Regions from separate parts of the Bos taurus genome. Here region 2 is linked to region 1. Evidence: chromatin contacts called from public Hi-C data. All regions are on one chromosome and are shown on one strand. The core of a region is the stretch at or near the end of the contact, and the rest is flanking DNA. Distances in the headings are between cores, read along the strand shown.

Region 1 (4,979 bases), core at 672-3,171:
AGGAGACAGGCAGATTTGAGCATCTGTGACGCGTCAACCCCTTTGCTGTAATGAATTCTAGTCATAATTCTCAAGACATCCCTATGGGTTCATATTTAACCCCAATTTTACAATGAAGAAACAGATAATCTGAATAGTAACTACTCACCCCAAATTCAAATCCAGGTATATCTGATTCCACAGGTTATTCTTTAGCCATGTCTGAGTCCGAAGTCCTTTGAAGTTCTATATTTAAAAAAGAAAGGAAAAAATACTTACAAATATGTATAAAAACAATGGAATCATGTCATACCCAAGCCAACATGCAAAATGAACCCAGAGTACCCCTAAAAAGAGATGTTGATTAAAAGTTCACATGATTTGATTCTCCCCATAATAATAGACTAAACTGCTTAAATATGAATTATTCATTGATGGGAGGTCCCTGGGTTGCATATCTTTCCCCTCATTTTGTGAGTTTTTGGGGAACTTTCTTTCTAAACTGTGCTTCCCCAGGTAATGGATTTAGGGAGGCATGGAGTCAAAAGAAGATGTAATTAAAATTCTTTCATTTTCTCAAGGCTAGACAATATCTTGAAGATCACCTAAGTAAATTATCCAAATTGCCATCTTTTTAAAATCCCTACGATGTGATAGCACCTCCTTCCTATAATCCTCAATATGGCTGCTGCCGTATTCCAACACCAATTCCCAAGGCTACACGTTCCCTATCATTGGTTTTCTAGGTTCACCCGTTAGCACAGGGGTTGGGGGAGGTACTGAGGAAGGGCTCACCTTAACCCAAAAGAAACATCCCCATCTGCTTCCTAAGCCCCAGCCCCTGCATCCCCCCCATCACCACCTGGGCCCTAGCACCAGCGGGCAGGTTACCATTCCCACTGGCGGGGATGTACACACTCATATGCTTACGGACCACTGGGCAAGTCAGCACAATGCCAGCGCGGCCCTTGGCTGTCTTCTCCTTCCCAGTTTTGCTCTGGGAAGGTCAGAGCCACCACTTGGCCCTGACTGCTTTCCTGCCTTGCCAAAAGCACATCTTGAATGATGATCCACACAGGCACACAGCAAATGCGCTGGCGGCCACTGTGGTTATGAAAGGCAAGAGACTCCAGGTTTAAACTTTCAAGGAAGAATGCGTGGTACATCTGAAACTAATACAACAACACTGTAAATCAACTATACTCCAATAAAAATTAACAAAGAAAGGAAGCGTGGGCAGTAAGTCGCACGCACCCACACGTCCACCCCCCTTCAACAGAAGCAGCTGTGCTGCACCAGGGAAGACCCGCCCTTGCTGCCTCCACCACCAGAAGGTTGCCCCTTTCTTCAAGTCATGCTGTGACGTACAGTTTCGGTCCGCATGACTCTGCTACTGTGCCGTTTAAGAGCTTGTCTGACTTCGCCCCCGGCAATCAGCTACTCTGGCGGCTTTGTGCCAAGTTTCCATAGATCCATAGCAATTCAATTACGATGAAAAATCATTGAGATGCCACCCGTTTGCCAAGGTAGCAACAATGAAGGGAAATGAAATGGATTGAAAAACAGCAGAAAGGGTCACCCTGCAGGTCTGACCCTGGAGATCAGCCTCTTGGACCCCCTACCTCTGAGCCCTGGAGCCAGAGGAGCTTCAACAAAGCTGCTCTGTTCTTTCTTCCACAACACCCCCGCCCCCTTCCTCCCTGCTTTCTCTCTCCATTCTTCTTTCCGTCTCTCTCCCTCCCTCCTCTCTCTCTCAGCAAAGCCTCCAGCACTCCAGGGCACTGGTAGCCAGTTCTGTGAAGGCTGGACAGGGGTCGGGGTGAGGGCAGAGGGCCGCAAGCCCTTCCTTAGTCTCCCCTCCCTGCCTTCCTCTGGGGAAGCCTCCAGGAAACCAGCGTCCTGACCCATGGTCCCCCTCCAGCCGCCACCAGCCTCATTTCCTGTGCACAAGAGGCCTCTGCTGGAAGAAAAAGAACTTTGCATGATCACCCAACAGCTGGTACGCCTCCTGCTGCTCAACTTTTTTTGCGTCAATAAAACTGGAAAAAGGCTTACCAAAAGAAGGAAATTTAGAAACTTCTTCAGCTTACTGCCTGAGTATTTCTCCTCCAGCTCGGGAAACAGAAGTCTGATGATTACTTTCCCTTGGTAGAAAAGACTTAAGCTGTTCTTTTTCTTTCGTCCCCTAGGCCTGATCATTCCAGCCACAGCCAACCCTGTTCTTTGAGGAATAACTGTTTTAAGCCAGCATTTATGAGTCACTTACCCATCCTAGGCATTGTACATGCTTTATTTTTTGTAATCATCACAACTCTATAAAACAGTAATTACTGCTAACCTCGTCTTAAAGGTAAGGAAACCGAGGTTTAGAAGTTAAGTGGTCTGTCCAAGTTCAGTACACATTAGAGCCAAACTCCCATCAGTTCAGTTCAGTTCAGTTCAGTCACTCAGTCGTGTCCGACTCTTTGCGACCCCATGAATCGCAGCACGCCAGGCCTCCCTGTCCATCACCAACTCCTGGAGTTCACTCAGACTCACGTCCATTAAGTCGGTGATGCCATCCAGCCATCTCATCCTCTGTCGTCCCCTTCTCCTTCTGCCCCCAATCCCTCCCAGCATCAGTCTTTTCCAATGAGTCAACTCTTCTCATGAGGTGGCCAAAGTACTGGACTTTCAGCTTGAGCATCATTCCTTCCAAAGAAATCCCAGGGCTGATCTCCTTCAGAATGGACTGGTTGGATCTCCTTGCAGTCCAAGGGACTCTCAAGAGTCTTCTCCAACACCACAGTTCAAAAGCCTCAATTCTTCGGCACTCAGTCTTCTTCACAGTCCAACTCTCACATCCATACATGACCACAGGAAAAACCATAGCCTTAACTAGACGGACCTTTGTTGGCAAAGTAGTGTCTCTGCTTTTGAATATGCTATCTAGGTTGGTCATAACTTTCCTTCCAAGGAGTAAGCGTCTTTTAATTTCATGGTTGCAGTCACCATCTGCAGTGATTTTGGAGCCCAAAAAAATAAAGTCTGACACTGTTTCCACTGTTTCCCCATCTATTTCCCATTAAGTGATGAGACCGGATGCCATGATCTTCGTTTTCTGAATGTTGAGCTTTAAGCCAACTTTTTCACTCTCCACTTTCACTTTCATCAAGAGGCTTTTTAGTTCGTCTTCACTTTCTGCCATAAGGGTGGTGTCATCTGCATATCTGAGGTGATTGATATTTCTCCCGGCAATCTTGATTGCTTGTGTTTCTTCCAGTCCAGCGTTTCTCGTGATGTCCTCTGCATATAAGTTAAATAAGCAGGGTGACAATATACAGCCTTGACGTACTCCTTTTCCTATTTGGAACCAGTCTGTTGTTCCATGTCCAGTTCTAACTGTTGCTTCCTGACCTGCATACAGACTTCTCTGGTTCCTCTGCCTTTTCTAAAACCAGCTTGAACATCTGGAAGTTCACGGTTCACATATTGCTTGGAGAATTTTGAGCATTACTTTACTAGCATGTGAGATGAGTGCAATTGTGTGGTAGTTTGAGCATTCTTTGGCATTGCCTTTCTTTGGGATTGGAATGAAAACTGACCTTTTCCAGTCCTGTGGCCACTGCTGAGTTTTCCAAATTTGCTGGCATATTGAGTGCAGCACTTTCACAGCATCATCTTTTAGGATTTGAAAGAGCTCAAGTGGAATTCCATCACCTCCACTAGCTTTGTTCATAGTGATGCTTTCTAAGGCCCACTTGACTTCACATTCCAGGATGTCTGGCTCTAGGTCAGTGACACACCATCATGATTATCTGGGTCGTGAAGATCTTTTTTGTACAGTTCTTCTGTGTATTCTTGCCACCTCTTCTTGATATCTTCTGCTTCTGTTAGGTCCATACCATTTTTGTCCTTTATCGAGCCATCTTTGCATGAAATGTTCCCTTGGTATCTCAGATTTTCTTGAAGAGATCTCTAGTCTTTCCCATTCTGTTGTTTTCCTCTATTTCTTTGCATTGATCACTGAGGAAAGCTTTCTTATCTCTTCTTGCTATTCTTTGGAACTCTGCATTCAGATGTTTGTATCTTTCCTTTTCTCCTTTGCTTTTCACTTCTCTTCTTTTCACAGCTATTTGTCAGGCCTCCCCAAACAGCCATTTTGCTTTTTTGCATTTAGGAAACCTTGCCTGCCCCAACCCTCCCAAGCCCCACATTAAGTATCACTTTATGTTTCATTCTGAAACACATTTATTTTCAGAATTAAGTCACATGCCTAACCCTAGGTGAATCACTGGCAAAGGAGAATAGGATTAGTATAACCAATTATGACTCAGTCCCTGGGGCTGGACATGTAGCCACCTCTATTAGTAGAGAAGATGTAGCTGTAGAATGCCCTGCCCATAATGTCTGCTCCAACTACAGGAAACATGTGAACTGTCTCCCAGGATCCAGTAAATTTTACAAAAGCCATAAAAAGTAATCATACCAGAGTAAGAACAAGAGGGTTGTTCTCACATACATTATGAGACAGGAATGAGTAGTAGCTTTCAACCAGCATTTCCATGATCCCGACATCCCATTTCCCCAGATTTCTAGGCCACTTTGGTGGTGTTGTCATCCTTTGTACTCACTCATTGCATACATGGCACGAGCTGGTACTCAATAATCCTGTGCAAATACTAAAGCCTGACCTAAGGGATTCAGTTTGCATCGCTGTTGCAAACTTTTTTTTTCCCACGGTAGGATTCAGTAACCCACATCTAAAGAAAAAGAGGAGAGACAGTTATAAAACATGATAATACAGTGATGTGATACCCTTATTTCTTCAAAGCCTGTTCCCTGTTTGGCCCCTATTCAAGGGCTGAGAGATGTCATGGCAGCCAAGCTCCTTTCAGCTTATTGATCACAAACTTAAGAGATCCACCTAACGGACCACCCAGTCCTGTGCTTTTTTCTTCCTTGTGCATTAATTACAGTGACAATCTTGTAAGACTGCTTTCTCAACTGACATTTTTTCA
Region 2 (4,760 bases), core at 70-2,569, 170 kb before region 1:
TCCAGGCAAAAGTACTGGAGTGGGGTGCCATTGACACCCCACTGTGTGCTACTAATGTGCATATAAGCATTCTGCCATTACAGTCTATTGCTTTGTTTTAAAAACACCATTTTATATTTTTTCTCCTTAATATTATTTAATACTGTCAATTATTAAATCCTTAATACCAGCACAATACCAGCACACTACTGCTTCCTTCCTTATGTTTTCTAATATCTGAGAAATATTCATAAGGATCCAATTAGAGGCAAAGAAATACAGACCAAGCATCAAAGGTCAGGCCTTCTCCACTTAATGCTCTTCCACCCTGCATTTTTCCACCCTGCATTTGTTCTCAAGCTCTAGTGATGGCTCCTGGTAATTCCCAGTTCATGTTTTACTATGAAGTCTTTAGGTAAATTGGCTTTTTATTACCCAGTATTAATGAAAGAGTAAGATTTGTGAATTTAATAATGTATCTGTATTTTGTCTTTCTCTCCTTCCCTATTGGTCCTGTACTCCTGCTTCCTGGGGTCATATTTCTGAGTAAACTTCATGTACATAAGCCTTCATCTTAGGCTCTGGTTTGAAGAGACTCAGGCTATTAGCCCAGCACACATTGACCCTAACTGCCTCTGACCCTTTACAGTAGACTTCCAACGACTATGATTCCTTCTACTTCATAGTCATTGTCCCTTGGTTACAGATAAACCTAAGGACAAAAGCCTAACAGCCAGGTTGGGCCACTAAGAATTTTCCCCAGGAGTTTGAAAATGGATTGAGAGAAAGTTGTTCCCTCGATGTGGCAAATTGTACCTAATGAAGCTTGGTGGTTTTCTTCCTTCCTGTGGTGTGCTGGAGCACACTTGCAAGAGCTGATAGTTAATTTTGCCCAGCAGCCTGTTGAGGCCTGGAAATATGCCATGGTGAGCGCATTTCATTATAAAAGTCAGCAGTTTTATAATCTGGCCTTTATTCTCCCACAGAGCCAGTTTACCAGCACACTACTGCTTCCTTCCTTATGTTTCCTAATATCTGAGAAATATTCATAAGGATCCAGTTAGAGGCAAAGAAATACAGACCAAGCATCAGAGGTCAGGCAAAAGCAAGTAATCCCCAAAAAAAGAATATTGGTAACTTGTGTTGGGAAACACAATTTTCAGCTGAGTACTCTCCTAAAATGAAGACCCCTGGTCCCACAGAGCAGCTCCACTTGATATTCTCACCCATTAGCAGGCTTAGAACTAAACTGGCCTACAGAGACAACCCTTGGCCTGGCCCGGTTATTACCAGGAGACACAGGGCAGGTGGCGACACAGGTCCACAAATTAACAAGCAACAAGAGAGACAGGCGACGATGCCGCCCACATTCTGAAGCTGTGACCTCAGCACTGGTTAACAAAGCTCAGTGTGTATGTGTCATTGGTCGATGTTGCCAGTAAGATAAACCAGTCTTCCTCCTGTAAGGAGGAACATGCCACAGGAATAAAACAAAGGATAAAACTGTTTCCTCCAGTATTGCTCCCTTCTGAAGAGGAAAGGAGAGAGGGGTCTGTTCCACAATAAGAAGGTGAGCAGCCGTGGTTTCTGTGGTGAGGTCTGAGGGACAGAGGAAGCCACTGCTGACAAGAAGATGGAGCCTAGGATGGAGAACACTGAAACTTTAGGCTCTTGCTGACTCAGTTCCTTTGGGAGATCTGGCAGATAAACCTCCTAGTGTGACACAGATAACAATATCTTGTTAATGTTGGCCACTACTTACATATTAATGCCAGCCTGCTGCTTCAAAGGTTATGTTTTAAAATTTATTTAGTCACCTCCCACTAATAAATATTTAGGCTCTTTTCAGCTCTCCACTCTAGCAAATATGGATAGACAGAATTAAAGAAAAATTATCTGACTCTTGTTAGAGCAGTTTTTATTATCAAGAACTTTTATTATCAATAAAAATTATCAAGACACTTGCAATAGGGAAGACCTTGTGCTCGATTCTGAATACAGTAAGGACAAGTGGGGATTTATGGCCGAGAAGCAGGGTGAGGTGTTGATGGATGGAAAAATTACTAAGAGGAGACTTCAAGGGTAGGGGCATTCTTGTTAAACTCATCTCACAGATTTTTCCCTAAAGGCAGGTCAAGGACTTATACATCAAAGTTAGGGGGTGCAGAATCTGATCAGATATCACAGATGATTAGATACCAAGGGTGAGGCAATTCTTGCCAAACAAGGCTGGACAGGAAGTTGACCTTCCATGTCCTTGGCCATGGAAGGCCAAGGTCAAAGCCTGGTTGAGAACAGGGTTCAGGGGAACCTGACTGAAGTTTGATCAAAAAAGAGATAATTTAGGAGACAGGGTAGAGAGAATTTTTTTATTAAAACAAATTCCCAATAATGGACTTCAGTCAAAATACATGAACTTTTATGATTCTTGTTACACATTATCAATGGCTCTTTGAAAGAATTACACTTACAACTACCTGCTTGTTTCTCAAAATTTTTAACAGCATTTTCTTTTGATCAATTCTTAATATATGCAAATATCTAAAATTCTTCAATCATCCTGAAAAAAAAATCTATAGACAATCATCTCATTTTGTATTTTATTACTAAAATTTGATGTTTTTCCATGTTAAACCTGCCTTTTGGAATTGTGGCTGGCATCTCTACGACAGCAATCATGCTTTCTTGTTTTCTGAAGTACACACTGGAATTTATTTCAGATGAGATGATTTCTACTTTCCAACCACTTAATCCATTAAAACCTAGATCGCTTCTACGCACAAAGAATTAGCCTATTAGTATCAATATTTGCATGACTTTTTTCTCTCTGAGTCAATCATGAACAAGGTAACTTTTCAGCCACAGTCCATTGTTCATGGGGGTTTTCTGCCCACTAATTGAACCATTCATTAAGTATTTACCCAGTCATTTTCTTCATTGAGCTCTCTTCCCATATGCCTTACATGTAAATCACCTTGAAGCAGCATAGAGGATGCAGGTTTAATAAGAGTTCTTAGTATCTTTATGGGATATAATGTCTTTGAATCTTCTCTGTTAGAAAATACAAACAGTTGGGCGCAATAATGACCATGCACTCTACCTAGACAGACAAAACCAGCATACCATTAGAGGGTTCCACTGTGAAGTTCTGCAGGATGGAAGAACACCTGTTCTTTTACTACTACCCTGTTCTTTTACTGAAATATGGCTGCATTATCTCCTCACAACTGAGAACTACTGACTGGGACAAAGGACAGGTGACTCATCGAAAAAGCTAATGACAGTAGGTAACATTTATTGAACTCTGTCAATATACTGTTCTCTGTTTTAAGTCCTTTTCATGTGCTTAAATTCAATGACTTCAGTTCAAAATTAAATCAGTTAATGACCTCTAAACCTATGAAGTGAGGGTCATTAGTATCCCACTGTATAATTATGGAAACTGAGGAGCCAAGAGATTCAAAATATTGCTCACAGTCACATAACCAGAGGCAAAATTGAGATTCAAGCCAGGCCTGATTCCAGACATCAAGCTCTTGGATGTCCAACTCAACAGATAAACAAGTCCAAATTTTCCTCAGTGATACTAATATATATGTCCATTGACTTTATTTAGACCTTTAAAAACAAATTCATGTATTCATCCCAATTGGTTAAGGTACTTCCACTAGTTTAGAATCCAATGTCTAAAATTTTTTATTTGAGAAACTCTAAACGCTTTAATTCTTTAAGCTTCAAAGGTATCTTAGGATTTGTTTTCAAATTCAGCCATGCATTTTGTAATTCCTACATGTCAGGAAAATCCAGTCAGTTGTTCCTAGATTGAAGCACTCTCATTTGCTATGATGCCCTAACATAGCAGCTCTGCCCTTCCTTTTTCATGTAATTCTTGGGCGTTCCCCAATATCTTTATATATTTTTCTTAAGATGCATTTACTAGAGCCACAAAAAGTATTATAGATTTATACCTTAAAGGGATTTGTTAAAATGAAGGAGAGCTTTATTTTGTTTTTTTCTGTGTCTCTGATGATGAATCTTCTTGACCTTCTTGGCAATGGGGATGCATTTTAGCTCTTCTTGGAAATCCCTGTCTCCAAGGTCATAATGAAACGTAGAATTGTGGTATAGCAGAAAGAACTCTAGCCTCTAGGTAGGCAGCTCACGTCCAACTTCCTGCTTTGATCATTTGTAGAAGTGTAATTCGGAGAAGGCAATGGCCCCCCACTCCAGTACTCTTGCCTGGAAAATCCCATGGATGGAGGAGCCTGGTAGGCTGCAGTCCATGGTACGCTAGGAGTCGGACACGACTGCGCGACTTCCCTTTCACTTTTCACTTTCATGCATTGGAGAAGGAAATGGCAACCCACTCCAGTGTTCTTGCCTGGAGAATCCCAGGGACAGGGGAGCCTGGTGGGCTGCCATCTATGGGGTCGCACAGAGTCAGACACGACTGAAGTGACTTAGCATAGCATAGAAGTGTAATTGGGGGAACTAGGTACAGTTGACCCTAGAACAGTGCAGTGGATTGGGTGGGGCGCCAACCCCGCATGCAGTCAGAAATTGACGAATAATTAATAGCCACCCTGCCCTCCCTATCCTCTGTTCAGTTGTCTCTGTGGTTCTACATAAGCAGATTCGCCACCCTCAGGTTGTATACTGCTGTGTATCTACTATGGGGAAAAAAAATCTGTATAAGTGCACCCACACAGTTCTAACCCATGTTGTTCAAGGGTGGTGGTTGTTCAGTCACTCAGTCATATCTGACTCTTTGTGACCCCATG

What was found. Hi-C and Micro-C count contacts between places; a contact is called where the count stands out from the background.
Region 2: a contact with region 1 is called in a Hi-C map of liver, with 2.8 times the contacts expected there. The contact joins two enhancer-like sites. A contact is called at or near these places in 2 of 11 Hi-C or Micro-C datasets (liver and skin fibroblasts).

What each region holds. Positions count from the first base shown.
Region 1 is chr6:22,197,958-22,202,936 of ARS-UCD2.0, reverse strand. It overlaps LOC100335751 (a long non-coding RNA gene), which reads right to left. Exons shown (of 6, transcript XR_009494832.1): 1 at 149-4,979. Among named protein-coding and RNA genes, the nearest start is that of MIR2285BQ, 8.9 kb to the right of the region's middle. Within about 2 kb of position 1,921, at least 41 of the 102 cell types and tissues checked have an H3K27ac peak or open chromatin away from gene starts, as enhancers often do. A contact at or near this core is called in liver, where this site is marked.
Region 2 is chr6:22,365,675-22,370,434 of ARS-UCD2.0, reverse strand. No RefSeq gene overlaps it. Among named protein-coding and RNA genes, the nearest start is that of NFKB1, 49 kb to the right of the region's middle. Within about 2 kb of position 1,319, at least 11 of the 102 cell types and tissues checked have an H3K27ac peak or open chromatin away from gene starts, as enhancers often do. A contact at or near this core is called in liver, where this site is marked.